2 separate regions of the Eptesicus fuscus genome follow, and region 1 is linked to region 2. A link is a contact called in public Hi-C data. All regions are on one chromosome and are shown on one strand. Each heading gives the region's core, a stretch centred on a gene start, on an enhancer-like site or on the middle of the called end of the contact. The rest is flanking DNA. Distances are from core to core; before and after follow the strand shown. Region 1 holds the start of LOC103295533 (40S ribosomal protein S10). Region 2 holds the start of SMIM29 (small integral membrane protein 29).

Region 1 (6,511 bases), core at 3,451-5,950, 160 kb before region 2:
CGACGCTCAACCACTGAGCCACGCCAGCTGGGTTTCATTGCACTTTGAATAAAGTCCTAACTCCTTCCTGAGACCACTGTGCCGTCTCAGTCGCCTCGTGGGCCTTGTCCTAGCCACGCTGGTTCCCTTTCAGTTGGAGCCTCGCCCGCAGCTGGGCCTTTCCCAGGAACTGTTCCCCCAGCCAATTCGCAGCCCAAGCTTGACTCCTCCATAGCTTTCAGCGGACAAGTCACCTCCTCGCTCCCCATCACTCTCTGTCACCATACCTGATCATTTTCTTCATAGCTCCTGGCACATAATAGAGGTATTTGTTGCTTGGTGTCCGTTCCACGTGTGTACCTGCCCCCACCCTTGCCCCACCACCTGGCCCACGGCCAGGGGCTCAGTGCCTAACAGCTGCATGCAATTCAGTGAACTCAAGGGTGCACTGTGATCTGAGAAGTGTTTTGTAGTGTCGGAGGGTATTATTACTCATCAGACCTCCTTCCTTACTCAACAATCTCTAATCTCCTCTATCCATGACGTCCTGTTTATGCCTGAAACATTTATTAAGTATATTTAACATGTCTGAGACATTGTGCTAACTGCTGGAGAGGAGCCTGAGAGAGGAGAAAGCTTCATCCAGGTATGAAGATACCCACAGGAGTATCATCCTAAGGTGAGCTGGGAAGTGCTGTGGGGTCCCTCCTTGACCCCTTCTCACTCCACAACCATTATAGGTAATCTCGGATCCTCACAGGACCTTAAATGACTTCCTTACCTAATCCCACCCAACTATCTCCCAAGAACAAATTCTGAGTTCTTTATCTAAAACTAGAGGCACAGTACACAAATTTGTGCATGGGAGGAGCTGCAGCCAGCCGGGGGGAGGGGTCGGGGGGGGGGCTCCAAGGCATGTCCGGCCCTTCTTGCTCAGTCCTGATGGGCCAGACCTAGCTAACCTACTGGTTGGAGCATCTGCCACCTGGTGGTCAGTGCACTTCATAGCAAGCAGTTGAGTGGTCTTAGCATATCATTAGCATATTACATTTTGATTGAACAGATGACTGGACACTTAGCATATTAGGCTTTTATTATATAGGATTATCCTGAGTATTTTCACCATGGTGTATCATAGGCACAAATGCAATAAAATCTAAAACTGAATTCATCTCTCAGAAACAATTTAGTGGTATTTCAGATAAATAGAAGCATAGCTTATTGAGGAAATGATGTTGAGACACCAGCTAACCCTTCAGAGGGAAAATTTTTACATCAGAAAACATTGCAGGAGAATCAAAGATTAAAACATAAAAAATTAAGTCACATAAAGACTTTGAATATTTTTGTGAACTGGGACAGCGTTGAAGGATTGCAAGCCCGGAGTTGCATGGTCTGATGTTGTAGAAGGCCACTCTGGCCACTGAAAGGGGAGATTCAGTAGACCGCATTCCAGTGTTGCTACTGGGAAGTGAGCAGTCACACCCGTTTTTTCCCGCTGGCTGCTTTTAAGATCTCTTTGGCTTTGATGTTCTGCAACTTGGGATTTGATGAGAGCAATGAATCTGAAGGGTGTTGTCTTCCAATAATTCAGAAAAATATTCTGACAGTGTCTCTTTCCTACATTCTCTATTATTTCCTTAGAGTCTTCACTTAGACATATATTAGACTTTCTCATTCTGTTCTTCATACTTCTTATCCTTTCTTTCAAACATTCCCTCTCTCTCTCTCTCTCTCTCTCTCTCTCTCTCTCTCTTTTTATCTCTGGACTGCATTGTGAATATATATTTTTAAATTTATATCTTTCCATTTCACTGATTTTTTCTCTTTAAGTGTGTCAAAACTATAGTTTATTCTTTTTATTATTTTTTTGTAAGAGAACATTTCTTGGGTAAATTACAGAGGTAGGAAAAGTAATTCCCAGAAGAAATAGGCTTAGGAATCAAGTGATAGAGGTAAAGGAAGTGCCCTTGGAGTTTGGGAGTGAGGAAGCTGATGGTAATGTGCCTGGGGCAGGGAGGAGTAGGGGAAGGGGGAAGAGGAAAGGAAAGGGGGGCACGCTCCAGGAGGGAGAGCACTCTAGTTTGTTTTTTGTTGTTGTTGTTTTTTTAAGTTTCAATCATTTTAGTTTTCACTTCTAGAAGTTTTACTGTATTTTTTCAAATCTGCTTGACCAAGTCCTTAGATTATGTTGTTTCTTGTCCATATGTTCAAGCTTCTTCTTTTTTAAATTTCTGTAAACATGTTATGAATACTTATTTTTAAAAATTGTGTAAAATATACATGACATAAAATTTACCATTTTAACCATTTTTAAGTGTACAGGTCAGTCGTGCTAAGTTATTCACATTGCTGTGCAATGATCTCCAGACTCATTCCATCTTGCAAAATTGATGAATACTTATTTTTAAACAATTCAGCCACAAAAATGCTTGAAAAAACATTTCACTCGGTTGTTTGGAGTATCATCCTGTACACCAAAAAGTTGTGGATTCGATCCCGAGTTGGCACATATGGGAAGGAACTGATTGATGTTTCTCTCTCACATCTATGTTCCTCTCTCTCTAAAATAAAACAAGACAAAACAATAAGAAACATATCCTTGAGTGAGGATTTAAAAAAAAAAAAACACTACAGGTGGATATTTATATAATCACGAGGTATGTAGTGACTTTTTAAGCATTTGTACCAAAGTCTGAAATTATAAAGATCCTATATAATAAAAGGCTAATATGCAAATTGTCCCCTCGGGAGGTTGACCAACTGGGAGTTCGACTGCTTGCTATGATATGCGCTGACCACCAGGGGGCGGCACAGAACAAAAGAAGGCCCGGGACAGCAGCTGGGGAAAGGAAGGCCCCGATCAGCCCTGATCACCAGCCAGGCCTAGGGACCCTACCCATGCACGAATTTCGTGCACCAGGCCTCTAGTTTGTATATAAAGAAATGCAAAACTTCTTCAAATTACCATGAAAATCAAGACAAATGGAAAACTGGGGGAAATAATTTTTTTAAATATGTTTTTATTGATTTTAGAGGGAGAGGGAGGGAGTGGGAGAGAGAGAGAGAAACATTGATGTAAGACAGTGAAATAGGAATTTTAGGGGAATATAAGCAGGTTTAGGGAATTTTTAGAATTGGGGGTCTATGGGAAAAAATAACGGCTACAGACTGGGAGAAGTTACATTTCCATAACACAAGGGAGCCAGGCTCGGTTACATTTCCATAAGACAAGGGAACTAGGAGTAGCCAAAAGGTCTATATTTACAAAATAAAGAAGAAGGAAGAAAGCCCTGAAGGAAAAGGAGGACAATGGGAGGAGGGCATCACATGTCCCATGTGATGTTTGATCTTTAATCTCAGGAGTTACTATAGTAACCAAAAAAAAAAGAAAATATTGACCAATCAGAAGGGATATCAGGACACAGGGACTTGCAGCCTTTATAAACCATGGAAACAGGAAGTTGAGACTTTTGCCCCTCCCCACGTGGGAGTCTGTGCTGTGGGACTCTTTCCCCTTCCCCACATGGGAGTCTGTACTTGTTCTTCAGTAAATCTCCACATTTGCTATACCATCTTCAGTCCGTGGATTCATTCTTCGACTCCAACAGACAAAGAATCCGGGTAACCATCCTGCACAGGGAACACCGCGTGTTCTAGTCCAAAAATTTCGTATCAAGAGAAACAATGTTCGGCTGCCTCCTGAAGTGCCATCCTGAAACCTGGGCATGCACCCTGACTGGGAACCCAACCCCTGACCCTCTGGTGCATGGGATGATGCTCAACCCACTGAGCCACACCAGCTGGGGTCTGGGGGAAATTCTTGAAAAATATATGACAGAGAGCTAATAACTTTATTTTTTAAAAAATATATTTTATTGATTTTTTACAGAGAGGAAGAGAGAGGGATAGAGAGTTAGAAACATCGATGAGAGAGAAACATCGATCAGCTGCCTCTTGCACAACCCCTGCTGGGGATGTGCCTGCAACCAAGGTACATGCCCTTGGCCGGAATCGAACCTGGGACCCTTGAGTCCGCAGGCCGACACTCTACCCACTGAGCCAAACCGGTTTTGGCGAGAGCTAATAACTTTAATGGGAAAAAACTCTCAGTAAGAAAACAGGTAATGGGAAATGAAAAATTTAAAGAAAAAATGTTTTATCGCAAGTAACCAAGAAGAGCAAATTAAAAGAGCAATGAGATTAGTGTGTACTTTTTTACTCAACAACTACACCTCCAGGAATTTATTCTAAGTAAAATATTGGGCAAGGGTGCAGATGTGTGTGGCATTGTTACATAGAGCAGTGAAGGATTTAATATATGTCCCATCATAGAGTGGGAAAAAAATACATACATTTACTTGGGTGTATATGAGTTGGGAAGAATATATACCAAAATGTTAATCGTGGTTATCTTTGGTTGATAGGATTGTTTTTAAAAAGTCTTTTATTATTGTTATTGTTATTACTTTGTATGTTCTCTCTTTTCCCGCTCAAAGCGCATGCATTACTTGCATAATATTAAGTTAAATTATTGCTGGGAATAAAGAAGTAGCGTGTTTCGAAGGAGCCTGCCCAAGCAGAAAAGGGACTATTTCCTGACAAACCACGTAGAGGCTCCCGGCGGTGTCGTCAGGGTTTGCAGCTGCCGAGCCGCCAGTCTCTCAGGCACCGCCGAGGCCACCCCAGGCTGTGCGCGGGTCCTGACGGGGGGGCGGGGCACGCCGGCCCGGAAGAGACGCCGCGCCGCGCCGCGCATGCTCTTTCCTTTCTAGCTCGGGCCCGGGACGCAGCAGCTGTCGCGGTGAGTTCCTATGGAGTGCGGGCCCCTATCGGCCTCCATCCTGGCCCTGTCGCCGCCGTAGTCGCTGCGCTTCCCCGGAGTTGGGGCGAGGGGACCCCTCTCCCACTGCGCGCTCGCTCATTTCTGAGTAGTGAGAAGCCAGGGGCGCACTCGGGAGGGTAGTGGGACGCTGTTCGCGAAGATCGGCGTCCCGATGGCGGAGGGCCGAGGAGAGGAGGAACAACCCCTTGCGTGGCGGTGTCTGTGGGCGAGGCTAGGACTGTACCCCGCTTGTACACTTTTCCTTTGGGGAAGAACTCACCCCGGTTGCCTCTTTACTTGGCCCTGGGACTCTAGTTTTGGGGGAGAGGGGTAGGAAATGAGGATGCGAAGGCCTTAGCCCTTTGGATGCGGGTCAGCGGCCCGTCGTGAGAAAAAGACTCCTCTGGCCTCCCCTTGCGTACCTGAGAGTACAGCCTCGCCGTGCGCACCTTGGTACAGTTGTTGATGGTCCCCAGATACTCATAGAATGCCGGGTCTGCGCCCCATTATTCCTTTATGGTTGTGAGTGAAAGTTTGAAGCGAATGTGTACCCCCGTTTTGTTTTAATGCCTTGGTAACTTTTTTCTCACCTGAAGTGTTTTCGGGGCTGGAGGTGGGAGCTGGTAACTAACTGGTGGGTGTCAGTCTACAGAGTTTGAATCCCTCCTTCCTGCATGTTTTGTGTTTGAGATTCCAATCCATTGGACTGATTTCGTGTGGTCGTTTGTGGGTCTTGAACTCGGTTCCTGACCCCTGGCCACATTGCTTAGAGGGGCTCTTGGTCGCTTTCTTCCCGTAGATGTTGATGCCCAAGAAGAACCGGATTGCCATCTACGAGCTCCTCTTTAAGGAGGGGGTGATGGTGGCCAAGAAGGATGTGCACATGCCTAAGCACCCCGAGCTGGCAGACAAGAACGTGCCCAATCTTCACGTCATGAAGGCCATGCAGGTAGCCAGCCGGGCGCTGCTGGAGTGGGTGCCCATGGAGGGGTTCTCCGCGGCTGTTCAAGGCAAATGCCAAGGAGAGGCCAGGACAGCCCGAGCTTCTCGCTGCCTTGACGGGCCGTGAGGTAGATGCACCTGAAAACTTGTCTACGGCGCAGCCCAGCCCCCTCTGCACCGCGTTTCTGGTCTAAGCCTCTAGTCAGGTCTCAACCGTGGTTTTCTGTCTTGCAGTCTCTCAAGTCCCGGGGCTACGTGAAGGAGCAGTTTGCCTGGAGACACTTCTACTGGTACCTTACCAACGAGGGCATCCAGTACCTCCGCGATTACCTCCACCTGCCCCCCGAGATCGTGCCCGCCACGTTGCGCCGCAGCAGGCCTGAGACTGGCCGCCCAAGGCCCAAAGGTATGGTGCCCAAATAAATGCCTCCAGCGGCCTGCTCTGCACCAGCTCTTCCTGGGAGCAGTACATGGGGTGGGGGTGGGGGAGTTGTGGGGCAGACGGAAAGGGGTCTTATAATCCGCCATTGGTGTCAGCTGTAGAGGCCTCTGGCATGCAGGTCAAGTCCCGAAACCTTTGTCCCCTAGGATGAGACTTGTAATGGATCTGGCCTCAGGCCCTCGGGTTATCCCAGGAGACGGCATTCACACAGAATATTAGTCTGTGACCAGACCTGTGTGGTAGAGCATTGAGTAACCTTTTCAGGAAAATCACAGTGTGAAAGTTTATGCTTGATGTGTGGATGTGGGGTTGGGGGCAGATTA
Region 2 (6,181 bases), core at 3,500-5,999:
CTGGTACTGGCACAAGAACAGGCATATAGATCAATGCAACAGAATAGAGAACCCAGAAATCAACCCAAGACATTATGCTCATTAATAATTTTTTAAATATATTTTATTGATTTTTTACAAAGAGGAAGAGAGAGGGATAGAGAGTTAGAAACACCGATGAGAGAGAAACATCAATCAGCTGCCTCTTGCACACCCCCTACTGGGGATGTGCCCGCAACTAAGGTCATGCCCTTGACCGGAATCGAACCTGGGACCCTTGAGTCCGCAGGCCAACGCTCTATCCACTGAGCCAAACCGGTTTCGGCGCTCATTAATATTTACAAAGGAGCCAACAGCATACAAAGGAGTCAAGACAGTCTCTTCAATAAATGGTGTTGGGAAAATTGGATAGATACATGCAAAAAAATGAAACTAGATCACCAACTTACACCACACACAAAAATAAACTCAAAATGGATAAAAGTCCTAAATGTAAGTTAGGAAACCATACAAATCCTAGAAGAAACCATAGGCAGCAAAATCTCAGACATCTCTTATAGCAATATGTTTATGGATTCATCTCCTAGGGCCGTGGTTGGCAAACTGTGGCTCGCAAGCCACATGCGGCTCTTTGGCCCCTTGAGTGTGGCTATTCCACAAAATACCACAGCCTGGGCGAGTCTATTTTGAAGAAGTGGCATTAAAAGAAGTTTAAGTTTAAAAAATTTGGCTCTCAAAAGAAATTTCGCCAAATTTTCACCGGTTTGGCTCAGTGGATAGAGCGTCGGCCTGTGGACTCAAGGGTCCCGGGTTCGATTCTGGTCAAGGGCATGTACCTTGGTTGCAGGCACGTCCCCAGTGGGGGGTGTGCAGGAGGCAGCTGATCGATGTTTCTCTCTCATCGATGTTTCTAACTCTCTATCCCTCTCCCTTCCTCTCTGTAAAAAATCAATAAAATATATTTTTTTTAAAAAAGAAAAATTTCAATCGTTGTACTGTTGATATTTGGCTCTGTTGACTAATGAGTTTGCCGACCACTGTCCTAGGGCAACGGAAACTAAGGAGAAAATAAACAAATGGGACTACATCAAAATAAAAAGCTTCTGCACAGCAAAAGAAACCATCAACAAAACTAAAAGGGACCCCCTGTATGAGAGAACATATTTGGCAATGATACATCTGATAAAGGGTTAATACCCAAAATATATAAGGAACTCATACAACTTAACAAAAGGAAGATAAACAATCCAATTAAAAAATGGGCAAAGGACATAGACACTTCTCCAAAGTGGACATACATATGGCCAAGAGACATATGATAAAATGCTGAAAGTCACTGTTCATCAGAGAGATGCAAATTAAAACAACGAGGTACCACCTGTCAGAATGGCTGCCATCAACAAATCAACAAACGACAAGTGCTGGCGAGGATGCGGAGAAAACGGAATCCTCGCACACTGCTGGTGGGAATGCAGACAGGTGCAGCCACTGTGGAGAGCAGTATGGAGTTTCCTCAAAAAATTAAATATGGAACTGCCATTTGACCCAGTGATCCCACTTCTAGGAATGTACTAGTATCCTAAGAAACCTGAAGCACCAATCAGAAAGAATGTATGCACCCCTATGTTCATAGCAGCACATTTTACAGTAGCTAAGATCTGGAAACAGCCCAAGTGCCCATCACTAGATGAGTGGATAAAAAAGCTGTGGTACATTTACACCATGGAATGAATACTCTGCAGCAGTAAAAAAGAAGGATCTCTTACCCTTTGAGACAGCATGGAGGGACCTGGAGAATATCATGCTAAATGAAATAAGTCAGTCAGAGAAAGACAAGTATCACATGATCTCACTCATATATGGAATCTAATCAACAAGATAAACGGATGAACAGAGTGGATCCAGAGACATGGAAGCATGGAACAGAGTGCGGAATCTCAGAGGGAATGAGGCGGAAGGTGGGTGGGTGGGAGGTAACCAACCAAAGAACTTGTCTGCATATATGCACGGCCCATGGACGCAGACAGTGGGTTGGAAAGGGCCTGGGGGGTGGGAAGAGGTGGGCTGGAGGGGGTCAATGGGGGAAATAGGGAGACATATGTAATACTTTCAACAAGTAAGATTTTTAAAAAAGAAATAATTCTGAATAACAGCACAAATTGCTCTTTAATAACACAGGTTAGAACTGTGTGGTCCACTTATAGGGAGACTTTATTTTTAAATAAATTCTGTGAATGTAAACAAAACAAAAAAACCCACACCTGGAGCCCTAGCTGGTTTGGCTCAGTGGCTAGAACGTCAGCCCATGGACTGATGCTCTACCCTGGATCACTCCCAGATTTGATCCTGGTCAAGGGCATGTATCTAGGTTGCAGACTCAACTCGTGGGCATGCAACCAATTGACATGAGACATCGATGTTTCTCTCTCTGTCTCTCTCCCTCACTTCCATTCTCTCTAAAAATCAATTTCCTTGGGTGAGGATTAACAACAGAAACCACACACACCTAGGAAATGGATGAATATTCTGCTGTAACCCTCCCCTAAGATTCCTGCCTGCAAGAGAGAGATAAAAGGCTCAAGACAAAGGATGCAGTGTGCACTCTCCCTCCTGGGAGCAGGCCCTAGCCTTCCCTTCTCCCTCTTCTTCCCCCACAGGCACGCATCTCCTCAACTTTAAGGGACGCAATGACCCTTACAACCAGGGGAGCAATGGGCAGCAGCAGTCATCCCAGGCTAACCCCTAAACCTGTCCCCAAGGCCCTTTCCTCTGACTCCCAGAGAGCTAGGGCAGCCCAGCCTAACTCACTTGTGGCTTCTTCTATCCTAAGCCCTTCCTATTTCTCTCTGTCCCCGGTTTTAATTAACAGACCCTCATAGTCACCTGGACTGGTGGTGTGACATTTTTCCTGAAGTCAAGAACCGCTTGTCCTAGACAGACGAGCTCAGGGCCGGGTCCCTGTCCGGTGACACTTGCGGTACTTTGACAAAAACCTCAGATGTTGGCCTTCCTCAATGTGACTGCACATTGTTGGAACAACCATTGTGTCCCTGGGGGCTGCAGCTCTCTGTAAGTTTGCTGTGGGGGAACCAAGAAAGAAGGCATACGCGGATTCCTACAGAAACTGTAATTCCAGGCAAGATTTTGAGGAGATGAAGAAGGCTGGTGTCTTTCAGAGTGCAAAGAATCGGAATGTAAAGAATTTCCTTGGGTTGAATTCCATGGAAGTTTGTCACTGAGCTGTGTTCCTGAACTGTGAAACAGGGATATTTGAGCTGAGGAATAGTTCTCTTGATAAATAAACGATTAACAAATACTGTGGAAAAGTAAATTCTAAAAAATGAAACCTATTAATTGATCCCCACTGCCTTGCAATGTGAGGCAGGCCTTGCGTGAGGAGGTGGCTCCTCCCTCTGCATGGTCTCCCTACTCAGACTCAAAAGGCCGAGAACACCAGGAAATCCGCCTGGAGCCTCCAAACGAGGCGTCTCTTTGATTGCTTCCCTGTCTGATTCCCCACCACAGTCAGGGGGCTGCATCTGGAGGCGAGAGGCCGAAGTCTCCACCTACAGTCTGGTTCTCGGTGGAATCAGCCAACCTTCTCTGGAAGGACCTTCGGAGACAGGTCAGATCAGACCCAGTAGCTTAACTATGTCCATGCCATGGGCTGCCTCTGGCAAAAACAGGGTGACCCATGCCCTACCTGGTTCGGCTCGGTGGACAGAGCGTTGGCCTGTGGACTGAAGGGTCCTGGGTTTGATTCCGGTCAGGGGCATATGCTCAGGTTGCAGGCTAGATCCCCAGTGAAGGGCATGCGGTGGACAGCTGGTCAGTGATCCTCTCATCATTGATGTTTCTATCTCTCCCTCTCCCTTCCTCTCTGAGATCAATAAAAATATTTTTTTTAAAAAATAGGGGGACCCAGGCCATCCCTGTGTCTCCAGTAGCACCCGAGGACCCAGGAGGAGGATCTCAGCCTGGTTCAACTGCAACAACCTTTATGTTCTTAGGTGGTTTCCATCACCTGCCAGTCTGGAGTTTCCCCAATTGTATGTGATTCTGGCGGGGGCAGGAGGGGGGGAGGGGGTCTGGTATAAAACCATTTGAGGTAACTGTAGATTCACCTGTGGTGGTAAGAAATAATAGAGATACCCTTGCCTAGCTTCTCCCAATAATAATAATAATAATAATAAATCCTCACTGGAGGATATGTTTTTATTGATTTTAAAGGGTGGAGGGGGAAGGAGAGAAACATGGATCGATTGCCTCCCCTACACGACCCTTTTGGGGTACAGGACGATGCTCTAACCAACTGAGCCACCTGGCTGGGGCTCCCAATAACTTTGGCAAAACTATAGTATACCAACCAGAATACGGACACTGGTAAAAACCCACCAATCTTACTCAGACTTATCCAGCAGGTGTGTGACATTTCAATGATCAGGCCAGGAAAGCTCTGACCCAAGCCTGCCTGCTGAGCCAGCAGCTGTAACCCCCTGGTCACCCCGCGGCTCCTTCTGTGCCCCCCCCCCCCCCAGAGGTGGCCTGGGCGTGCGGTGTGTGCCTGCTCCCACACCGCCTCGGCCTGTGCTCCCGGCCTTAGGACCGAGGCGCGGGCAGCGCGGGCAGGTCCGTGGGCAGGTCCGTGGGCAGGTCCGTGGGCTGGTCCGTGGGCTGGTCCGTGGGCAGGTCCGTGGGCAGGTCCGTGGGCTGGCCGCGCAGGAGCTGACCCGCCCGCCTCTTCTGCCCTCAGCGCGCGGCCAGGAGGCGTGGAGGACGCAACGTGTTAATGGAGGCCTATCGGCCGGGGCAGGGCCCTGCCGGGAGGGACGTGCCCCAGTCGCCAGCGCCTGAGCAAAGCGTTAGAGGCGGCTTTGCTCCGCGTCCCAACGAGAGGAGGAGCGCGGACGCCAGGCCTCGCCCGGGAACGGGAGTCCCCAGCGCGGGCGCTCCACGAGGTCCGCCCCGGGGCACGCCGGGAAACCGCGCGCCCCGCCCCCTCCCGCGCACGCTTCTCCCCCCGCTGCGCAGCCCTCGGCTGCCCCCTGCCGCCGCGGGGTGGACCCTGCAACCCGGTCCGTCCCCGCCTTCACGCCGCCGGATTGGCCGCGCTCCGAACCTGAGGCTCCGCCCGTTTCCCCGGGTCCTTTGATCACGCGCCTCCAGCCTCTTCCGGGGCCCGGGAGCCAACCGAGGGCGTTCCTGTCCGGGCTGCAACGGCGGGAGGTAAGGCATGGCCGGGTCGGATGGGCTGCCGAGCGCTGACATGGGTCCACGCCTCGGGGTTCCGGGGTTCCAGGATGCCGGGGCCCCTCTACCCTCTTTCCAAGCCTCCCTCCCCCGGCCTGAGCCTCCCAGAGCCCTGGGAACGGCCTGATACTCTCCCCACCCCGACATGTATTCTCGACGATGTGCGTGCGACTAAGCAACCTGCCCCCGCGAACACCGGGACAGGTGGTTCACACCTTGCCCTCGGGTGGAGACTCAGGCGAGCCAGGGCCAGGGACCGAGGGGCATCTGTGTGCAGCCGCGCAAGGACAGTCTCCTTGCATCTGTCGGTGGGAGCTGACCCTCTCCTACTTGTCAGCTCAGGCCAGGAGGGTAGGGACCTGGGCGGAGCCCAGAGGAAGGGGACTTCACCTCACAGATGCAGTCCAGCCCTAACAACTTGTGTCCACCCAGGCAGGAGACACAGGGAAGAGGATGCCCAGACTGTGTGTCTGGAGTGACACCAGGGACGAGGAGGACACACTCAGCCTATACTGTAGCCTGAAGTGTGGGGATTGGATCAGGACTGAGACGGGCTCCTTCCAGTGTGCCTACCTCATCCCCGGGGCCACAGTGCAGGACCCTCATGTTTTTACCCGACTTCCCCATTTTGCTTCACTGCATAGGTGCTGGCAGCCCAGCACCCCAGGAGGTCGGGGCAGGAGCTGGGAACCTGTGTCTAACCTTTCCCCAGTTTAGAATTGCAAGTGTTTGGCCTGCACCTGAGCTGGGCCCCACCCTGATTTGGGGAATCAGAGCTGGGCAGAACTAAGTCTCTGGGTCTGGGCCTCCCCTAGGTGCCCCTTCACACCCAAGATTTGCTGAGAGTCATTGGAAGGTTAGGGTACCGGGAGGACTCCTTGTCCCCGTGCCTGGCCCGAGATTTCATGTATCACCAGCTCTTGGGGAAGGCTCCAGGGGCTGGGTGTCACTC

What was found. A called contact is a pair of places that touch in the nucleus more often than the background predicts.
Region 1: a contact with region 2 is called in a Hi-C map of muscle, with 6 times the contacts expected there. The contact joins the promoter of LOC103295533 here to the promoter of SMIM29 in region 2. A contact is called at or near these places in 2 of 2 Hi-C or Micro-C datasets (liver and muscle).

The regions. Positions count from the first base shown.
Region 1 is chr10:4,778,155-4,784,665 of DD_ASM_mEF_20220401, reverse strand. It overlaps LOC103295533 (40S ribosomal protein S10), which reads left to right and starts at 4,700. Exons shown (of 6, transcript XM_028161292.2): 1 at 4,700-4,783; 2 at 5,604-5,753; 3 at 5,981-6,152. The coding sequence starts at 5,604.
Region 2 is chr10:4,613,814-4,619,994 of DD_ASM_mEF_20220401, reverse strand. SMIM29 (small integral membrane protein 29) reads left to right here and starts at 4,749. Exons shown (of 5, transcript XM_054721922.1): 1 at 4,749-5,205.